2 separate regions of the Gossypium arboreum genome follow, and region 2 is linked to region 1. The links are chromatin contacts, called in public Hi-C maps. All regions are on one chromosome and are shown on one strand. The core of a region is the stretch at or near the end of the contact, and the rest is flanking DNA. Distances in the headings are between cores, read along the strand shown.

Region 1 (4,880 bases), core at 328-2,827:
TAGTTTCGTCTTCTTTTCTCCCCAAACAAAAAAGTCCAATCGTTTTCTAACCTTATATCCTGTTAATTGTTAATCAATTATTGAATCGATTTCTAACCTTAAACCAACTTTCTTAATCGATTCTCAAATCAATTTCAAACCAAACCAACCCAAATCACAATCAAAATTTTTCCAAATCGATTTTTTTTTTTTCTCTAAATCCCCTTAATCAGAATCTTTTTCTAATTTTTTACCTTAAAACCCATAACCTTTCAATTTTTTCCCTAAACCTGCCCCAAACCAAGACCCATCAGTTGGTTAACTTGCCACATCAACGGTCCCGTTAACACACTAACAAAAACTGTTAATCAGTGACTATTTTGTCTTTTTTTATAACGTTAGTAACTGTTTTGTAACTTTTTAAAAGTTGAGTGACTAAAATGAAACTTAAATAACTGTTTTACCAGCTACCCCAAAGTTAGGTGATTGTTAACGTAATTTACCCTATTTTAAAACTCAATGCTTGTTTTTTAATAGAAAATATTGATTAGATTATTCAAGGTTAACGATATTGACCTCGTGATTCAATGTGGAAAAATTTAAATGATGTGACCAAAATAACTTCATTTTGGAACAATTAAACTATGACGTGGAAATTAAAAACAAAAAAAAATGATCGACATCTTATTTCTTACAAATAACAAGCGATATAAAAGCCAAATCTCTTCTCTTCCATTTATCGAATCGTAGCGTGGTTAGCCATTAATTTGAATCGAAGGTAATCATTTTTGCTTAAAGCATTGTTTTATTTTGGTTTAGACTTTCGAAAATTTGTTTGGGGTTTGATTTTCAAAACCCATATTAGCTTAAATTAATTTGGGGTTTATACCGTGAAAAGTGTATGTTTCCATAACTTATATAAAATTCTTGTTTTTTAATCTTGTAATTACCCAAACCAAGAAAATTGATATAACTCGTAAATTTTAAAAAAGAAATTATATAAAACAATATTGGTTAAGTTAATGTGACATTTATGATGTTTTCCTTACAATTTGAAGGGTTAATCACTCAAAATTTTCAATTATAAATTCAAGTGCGAAAATTCGTGTGAAATTTAAAAGAAAATATAAAATAAAAATGACTGGATTGTTAAAATTGATATTATATAGTTTTTTGTTCGCACTATCAATTGAAAGCTCTCTTCTCTTTTATTATTCAAATTTTAAATTAAACAGTTTTGGATATTACGAATTTACGAACCAATAATCTTTTTCTCCAACTTCCGACACTAATCATTAAATCAATTTCGATTTAAATAATATTCTTCTACTCATTAATAGGTACTAATTCACCATACCAATCGTCGAATTATAATTTAGAACTTGTTGGCAAAACACTTAAAAAAAAGATAATGGACTAAGGACTTAAATAAAAACTTTTAAGTAATTCAGTGACTTAAATAAAAATTTTCAAATAATTCAATGAATAAATTATAACTTTGTAATTAAGTAACCAAAACAAAAATTTAACCATAATTTAGTGACTAATTGCGTAATTTATCCAAACTTATATTTATTATTAATTCAACCTCCGCTACCCGTCGATGTTATTGGTGGTACAAATGAAATGACGCTTAAAATGCTTTCCAGCTATTAGCTAACCTAAAAACTTTCCTGCTCATTTCATTTTCCAAGCCGACGCTCACTCTCCACTCTCATACTGTTGCTACTCTGCTTTACTCCACAACCCTGTCTCGCCTTACCGGCCCCGCAGCTCCACACGCTCTATGCTTACACTGCGCCCCTGCGTCTACCCTATTATTAGAGGTAAATTTTTGGCTTTTCACCGTTTTTGTGAGGTAACCCTAGTTTTTTTTCTTAGATGTGGGGTAAATTATTTTCTGAGTTTCTTAATTATATTGCTTGGTTTTTATTTAACGGTTTCTCTGTCTCATTATGGCATTGTTGTCGTTATCGTTGCCGCTGCAGTTCGTGCCATCATTTTTGCTGCTGCTCTCATTTTACAGGTTAGCCATGTTGTTCGTGTTAATCTTGTCATGCCCTGCCATACCTAAGAATTCTAACTTCAAACATACTAGCGGTGTTAATGATGTATTGTCGCCTGTAGTTTGTCTTGTTTCTGTCTAAAATTTGACATGTTTAAAATTTCGTGCCATGTTCATGTTTTAGACTTTTAGTTATTTCAATCATGTTTGAGTTGAGATATAACACGGATGCACCGATTGCTAGCTCTATTTTGTGGCCAACCCAGTGCAATGCGTAAATGTTTCGATCTTTGCAAGTAATGGTTGACTGAAATATCCTTTGTAATTGAGTTTTGGGCAACAGCTTTGACAATTAGGGTATAGTGATCGTACAACCAATTTATAGCTTGAGATCTTGCTGACAACACCATCTACAGGCATTTTCGTAGTTAATTGTTGTCGATCTTGTTTATTTTTAAGACTATGTACTACTAAATGTCGATTTTATGACATCTAACTATAGGATTGCGTTAGAGGATGAGTTCAAGAAAAGGGAATGGGAATCCTTTTGTTTCTGGTGGTATTAACAACCCATCGTCCAAGGGGAAAGACATATCTGGATCCTCTAGCTCCAAGGTTGAGCAGCTAAGCCAGGGTGTATCGGACATGAACCTGGGTTTGCCTCAAGACGATGGTGAGTGGGAGGTTATTCAAAGGAAGCCTAAGAATAGAACTGGAAGCAGTGCTGCAAGACCTTGGGGTCCTCAAAATTCCAATGGTAAACCGCGGGGAGCGATGCGGACTAATGCTGTATCAGGAAGAGCCTCTGGCAATGATTGGGATACTCATAATACTGATTCCAGGATGGCAACTGGCAGAGGAAATGCAAGACCCCAAACATTCAACAAGACTATTGAGAACAACAATGTGCCACCACATCCTGTCATTCGCCCACCCCTTCAGTATGGATGGAATTGGCAATCTAGAACTGGTTCCAATCCATCCGGGGGGTTACAAGATGATCATGGAAAAAACAATGTCAGCACTGAGGTTGAAGAGGTCAATGATATTGATGATGTTGAGGATGACTCAGATGATAATGCTATTGATGATTCTGATGATGAACTTTTAACCGATGACTTTGATTCAGATTCAAGTCAAAAGAGCCACGAGACAAGAAAGAATAATAGATGGTTTAAGAAATTTTTCTCGAGTTTAGATGCATTGAGAATTGAGGAAATCAACGACCCAGCAAGGCAGTGGCACTGCCCAGCATGCCAGGGTGGTCCTGGTGCCATTGACTGGTATAGAGGCCTTCAGCCTCTGATGACACATGCCAAAACAAAAGGAGCAAAAAGGGTGAAACTCCATCGTGAACTTGCTGAACTCTTGGATGAGGAATTGTGTAGAAGGGGTACTTCAGTTATTCCTTCTGGTGAAGCTTTTGGCAAATGGAAGGGTTTAAAAGATGAAGAAAAAGATCATGAAATAGTCTGGCCACCTATGGTTATGATAATGAACACAAGGCTGGAACAAAATGAGAACGATAAGGTACTGCAATATCTTTTGCAATATTTATATACTAAAATAATGAAGCTAGTTGTTTCTATTTTCAGTGGAAATACTTGTTTCCTGTCTCCTGCTCTAACTTTAACTTTTTATTTATTGTATTATACTTCAGTGGATTGGTATGGGAAACCAAGAGCTTCTTGATTATTTCAGCTCATATGCTGCTGTGAAGGCTCGCCACTCGTATGGTCCACAGGGTCATCGTGGGATGAGTGTTCTGATTTTTGAGAGCACGGCTAGGGGTTATTTAGAAGCTGAACGGCTACATAAGCATTTTGCTGAGCAAGGAACGCATAGGGAGGCTTGGGAACGACGTAGGGTCTTATTTTATCCAGGCGGGAAGCGCCAACTTTATGGTTATATGGCTATGAAGGAAGACCTAGACAGCTTCAACCAGCATTCTCAAGGTTCTCTCTATTTAACTGAAGACAACGATTGTATTACATGCAGGGATAAAATGCAAGATAGCTATAAATGCATGAGATTTTTCTGTATTTTTTTCTTCACAAATAAGTAGCCCTGCAGATACTTAGGCAGTTGACTGACGTGCTGTATAACTGATCTGTTGATTAGGCAAATCTAGGCTGAAATTTGAGATGAGATCCTATCAAGAGATGGTTGTTAAGCAGATCAGGCAAATGAGTGAGGACAACCAGCAGCTTATTTTTTACAAGAACAAGGTTGCAAAAGAACAAAGGCAAAAAGTTGCTCTTGAAGAGTCTTTTGGTATTGTGAGTGAGAGGCTCCGGAAGACAATGGAGGAGAACAGGATTGTAAGACAAAGAACCAAAATGCAGCATGAACAGAACAAAGAAGAGGTAATTACTTCAAATCTTCACATGCCTGTTGCCGGACATTTGGTTCTGGTGTATTAGTTAGTAATTTTATACAGTAGTACATATTAGTAACCTACTGGTTTGTGATATCTTATAGGATTGATTAATAATGCATGTTTCCCATAATCAATATTGCTTGCTGTCTACCTTTCCTGGATCATGGTTTTTCGTTGACATGCTCAGTATCTGGATTTCAAAGTTGTGTACTACATGCCCTTGTAGCACAGCATGTCAGCATCACTGCCTTGGTTCAATCAGTTGTTATTTAGTGCACTATTTATGTATTTTGTCTGTTCGAATTTTATTCGGTACTTATGCCATGTTTCCGCCAATCACTAATTATTAGTACTAAAAGATGGTGGTGGTGATCATAAAAGTTGCCGCGTATCTAAAATGAAAGTTCCAATTGGCATTTGCATTTTATTATTACAACCAATGCTTACGGGGTAAATCTTGCTATTTGCTAGGCTTGCATTTAAGGTATTTAGCCAGACTATGAGCAACTTCAGCAT
Region 2 (4,904 bases), core at 1,098-3,597, 440 kb after region 1:
GAACAACCCACCTTCTTGCTCTTCTGGATTATTATTGTGTAGCTATCTTCACCGCTGGGTACGAATTCTGCTCCATAGTTCACTTCCCATCCCACAACCCTCACCTCCCATGTCAGTAAGCATGCCTGCATTCCATACCTTTCTCTACTTAATTATATATACATTAAAGTTTCCATATTGTTTCTTTTACTCTGACAAGCATGTTTCAATTTCAAAACATCGAGGCCCCTGTTGGTGGCCATTGTCCTGTTGTTCAACAATAGCAAACAACAGTGCCCAAAGGATCCGAAGTAGTACTACGCGAATCCCTAAGGCCAGGGGGCAGGGGGGCTTTGGATTCCTGATAAAAGTGAAAGCTACCCTTTGACCAGAGACAAAATAAAAGAAAATGCCATTTACCTCTGTAACTGGAAACTCTACTGTGTGCTTTGCCGCTGGCTTAACAGTTATCTCGGTGACGGCATCGGTGTTGCCGAATTCACCGTCTTTGCTCAACCCTCCGTACCTGACTGGTACTTGCTCCGCAGCGATGTACCTAATTAAAAACATAATAATGTCATTTAAACCAAGGGTAGAGAGAGGAGTTTAAAGTCTTGATTTTTTAGACAACAAACCTGAAAAGGGTCTCTGCAGATTTTGAAGGGCCTGCAAACACAAACTTGCTTCTGGTTCTTTGCGTTAAAAATGGACTTATCATCTTATTCACCGCAAGGTACCACCATGGTACATTGATAAATACCTAAACAAACAACCAGCCAGCATCCAGAGAGGCAATCTAAATGCTTATTATTGCCAAAAACAACAATATAACTGATAAAGCAATTAATCAAAGGCACAAAGAATAGTACTAATTGCCGGATTAATTACCTGTCTGGCAACAAATTCAGGGTAGTTATCCTGCAGCAACTGAAGGGCTTGTTTGGTAGCTTGTCTAAGCTCCCATTTAGTAAGTCCTGGGGAATTCTTCAGGTCATTGATCTGAACAATGGTGCATATGCCACCAGGGCTGAAATCTAGTTTCCGAATACTCTTTTCCAGGAATTGGATTCTCCACCTCAAGAAATTTTGCCTCTTCTCTTCGTCCGAAAATGTCTTCTGGTAAAGCTCCTTGTTTTGGAACTCTCCGTACACATTATAGCACACCGGATGTCCTTCTTTGTCAAAACCATGCATGAACACCACTTTCTCCAAATCATTACCAAAATCTTGTTCCACCAGTTCATCAATGCCGAGCTCTTTTCTCCAACGAAGGGTGTTTTGGAGCATGGTGAATGCTTCTTTCACCTTGAAATCCCTGGCTCTTAGAAATTTGAGGAGAATAACATCGCTTCTTTCATCTGCAAGAAGTGGTATGCCCCATATGGATACCTCTTGTGGGAGCACTTTGTTCGATACTGTTTCAGCATCTTTACCTTCCACATTAGGCTTTGCATCTGAAGGCTCTTTAGATGCTGCTTCCGGCGGTTGCTCTGGTTGAACTGAAGCAGAGACTGAAACAATAGTGTCTTCAATGGCTTCTACAGTCTTGGCACCATCGTCTTCCACTGCGTCAGATCGTACAGTAGCAGTAGCAACCTTCTCTTCATCATCTCCTGTTTCAGCCTGAGCGATGCTTTCTTCCTTTGTCTCGGCCACTGTTTCTGTGACTGCTTCTGCTTTTGGTTTTGGTTCTTCTTTGGCAGAATCATCCTTTGGTGGTGGTTGTTGCTGCGGCATTGCAAACCCACCAAACTCGTGCTTGTTAAGCGCTTCTCGAACAAGCACTTTAAGTTCTTCAACCGCTTTCTTTTCATTCTCAAGAAGATCAGCCACCCGCGTGCTTTCTTCCTTGTAATGACCCGACTGGGGAACTTTTTCCTCATCATCACCATCGGCTACTGCATCTGATATCTTCGTCTCTAAAGCCTCCTCACCCTCAACATGTTTTTGTTTGACCGGTTCTTCTTCGCTTTCGGGTACCGGCGGTGGCTCTTTTGCTGCTACTGCTGCAACCGGAGGTTTCTCAGCTAGTGGCACGTCGGGAACAACAACCACCTTGTCAGCTGGCGGCGCTCCAACCTGAACTTGGTCAGCCATAGTTAATGATTATTCTTGATGTCAATGAAAAAACGAGGAGATACTGAAAATGAAGAGAAGATGAAGAGAGGGAAAAAGAGAGTAAAAATGTAAATGGTGGTGTTTGAGGGGGAAGAGAGGGCATGCAGTTTTTAAAGAGATGGGAGAGAGAAGGGGAAGGTGTGAAACTGAAATGCAAGCTCATATCAGGGACCCACTACTACCCTCCTTCATTTTACAATCTGTAAAGCCTTCATTTTTTTATTTTCTTTTTGGAAGTGTTAATTATCAGTATAGTGAATGGGATTATGGGGGGAGTTACATAGAAATCATCGGCGCAGGTGGCGGCATTGGATTTTCATTTGATGATGATTAACGTTTCAGGGTTTTGGGTCTACAGACAACTCAACGGCAACCGCAGAATAAGAACCGTTGATGTGTTGGGCAATGGAAACATAGGATCCTCTATTCTTCATCAGCTTGTCATCTCCTCTACGCGGGACCTACTCAGTCAGATGCCACTATGTCTTCCGTCCGTTGCAGATCTCCCTATCCATTCTTAACTTACACACCCTTCCAACGGTCAGGTCCCTCTACCCTAATCAAGTTTTTCGATCAACCATACAAGTGTATCTTTGTTTTGGTAATTGATGTTTAAGATTTTTATTTTAGTATTAACATTATTGAAATATAATGTTTTGATCACTATTTCGTTGAGTTATTATTAATGGTTTTTTTATTGGTATAATAATAAATTTAATTTTTAATATTTATAAATTCTATCAATTTAATATTGATTCTTAAAATTAACAATTAAAAACTTTAGTAAATATTTAAAATTTTATTTTTGATAAAAATACATATAAATTTATAAAAATATGTATAAATAAATGAATATATTTATTATTTTCTAATATGAAATTTATTTATTAAAAATAATATTATAAATAAAACAGTTTAAAACTTTAACTTTTCTATTTTTTTAAACAATAATAACCACTTTAACTTTTCTATTTTTTAAACAATAATAACCACCTTGTTCAAGTTAGGTAAAAATTATAGCCTAAGGTCAAAAAGGGTGAGAATTGACTTCTTTAGGTTGTTGTCAAAAGAGTTTGTTGCATTTGAGGTTGTGCTTGAGACGGACATAATTAAGAATATATATGTGATGATGAGTCTTAGAGACCCAATAGATGGAAAGTCGTGTTGACAACTCTACAACCATATCCTAATTTGGTGGCCCAATGATGGAGGATGTGGAAATCGAGAAGTTTAGAAGAAGGATTATTGGTGTCGGTGGTAGTGTGTGAAGATAATTCTCAACGCTCAACAAATTTGACAAGACTAACGAATAAGGTCAATCACATAAAAATTATTATTTATCAAATAATCTAAATTAAAAAGGAAAAGTTGAATCTAGTTTAAATCTTCTTTGTGAGTTTTTTTAAATATTTTATGTATAAAAGTATTATTTTAATAAATAGATTTTATGTCGAAAAAGAGAAAAACAGTATTTATTTATTTATAGAATCTAATGTATTTTCTTGAAAAATGATTTTTTAATTTTTAAGAATTGATACTCCATTGGCGTAATATGTAAATGTAAAATTAAGGATTACATTTGTTGATTTTTTAGATCTAATACTAAATTTATAGAATCAGTAAACATTAGAGAGATAAATTTGTTATTATATCAATAAAAAAAAAGGCCGTCGTTAGTAATTTAACGAGATAGTGATCAAAAAATTAAATTTCAATAACGTTAGTGGCTAAAATAAAAAATTTTAAACCTAGGTGGCCAAAAATAGAAATACGTGAATAGGTGGGTGACTATTTTTTATAGTTTACCCTAAATTTTTAATATTTAAATTAATATTTTTTTTATACACATTAACATTATTATATAATAAATTTATATTGATTTTGGTTGAAATGGCAATGGGATGAGTGTGTAACACCCCTCACTCGTATCCAACACCGGGACAGGGCTCGAGGCATTACCAGACTTAAACATTCAAAAACATACAAAACCAGGTCACTAAATTTCGCCCAAAATTAAAACTTTTAGAACATATGCTATCGTCCCTTAAACAGGCCATCGAGGCCTATAAATTACATTAAGGCGGTTCGGGACAAAACCGAAAATATTCGATAAACTTTGGGCAACTTAATAAATTTCTAGCTTTGGAGTGCCACACGCCCGTGTAGGTGGGCCGTGTGAACTCACATGCCCGTGTGGCTTGGGGCACGCCCATGCCCTTAGCCCGTGGGCAACACTGACTTTTAAACACGGCCATGGCACACGCCTATGCTGCCTGTCCGTGTTCAATACTGACTTTGGGACACGGCTATGGGACACGCCTGTGTGACCCACCCGTGTCCTATAATAACTCAAAATTTTAAATGTAGGGGACACACGGTCATAGCACACACCCATGGGAGGGAACTGTGTGTCACACACGGCCTAGATACACGCCCGTGTGTCGAACCATGTAGACTATTTTCCAAGCCTTAAGTCACCCCTTTTTACTCCTTATACCATTATACTATGTTTACAAACTTATAAATTAAACATCCATGTTCAGGGTATTATCAACTTATTACCATATCACACATTTATTCCATAGCCATGACCACCTCAAATGGTCCTAAGGCATTCACCATGTATATATGTTATATACTTCTTACACATAATGAGCAAGCATAATCACATACCCACATCACGAGACATTTACATATATCATGGATGAATAGGCTTACAAGCCAAAATCATTATAAGCCACATCTCATAGCTACATACAACAAATCATTATAAGCCAATACATTTGGCTAATCACAACGACATCGAT

The links. A called contact is a pair of places that touch in the nucleus more often than the background predicts.
Region 2: a Hi-C map of leaf shows a contact between it and region 1, with 3 times the contacts expected there. The contact joins the promoter of LOC108470244 here to the promoter of LOC108469807 in region 1. A contact is called at or near these places in 2 of 5 Hi-C or Micro-C datasets (both in leaf).

The regions. Positions count from the first base shown.
Region 1 is chr10:26,460,105-26,464,984 of ASM2569848v2, forward strand. It overlaps LOC108469807 (protein SUPPRESSOR OF GENE SILENCING 3), which reads left to right and starts at 1,578. Exons shown (of 6, transcript XM_053020412.1): 1 at 1,578-1,805; 2 at 2,487-3,514; 3 at 3,645-3,939; 4 at 4,106-4,350. The coding sequence starts at 2,501.
Region 2 is chr10:26,899,534-26,904,437 of ASM2569848v2, forward strand. It overlaps LOC108470244 (patellin-3-like), which reads right to left and starts at 2,348. Exons shown (of 4, transcript XM_017771530.2): 1 at 868-2,348; 2 at 615-739; 3 at 400-535; 4 at 1-125. The coding sequence starts at 2,076.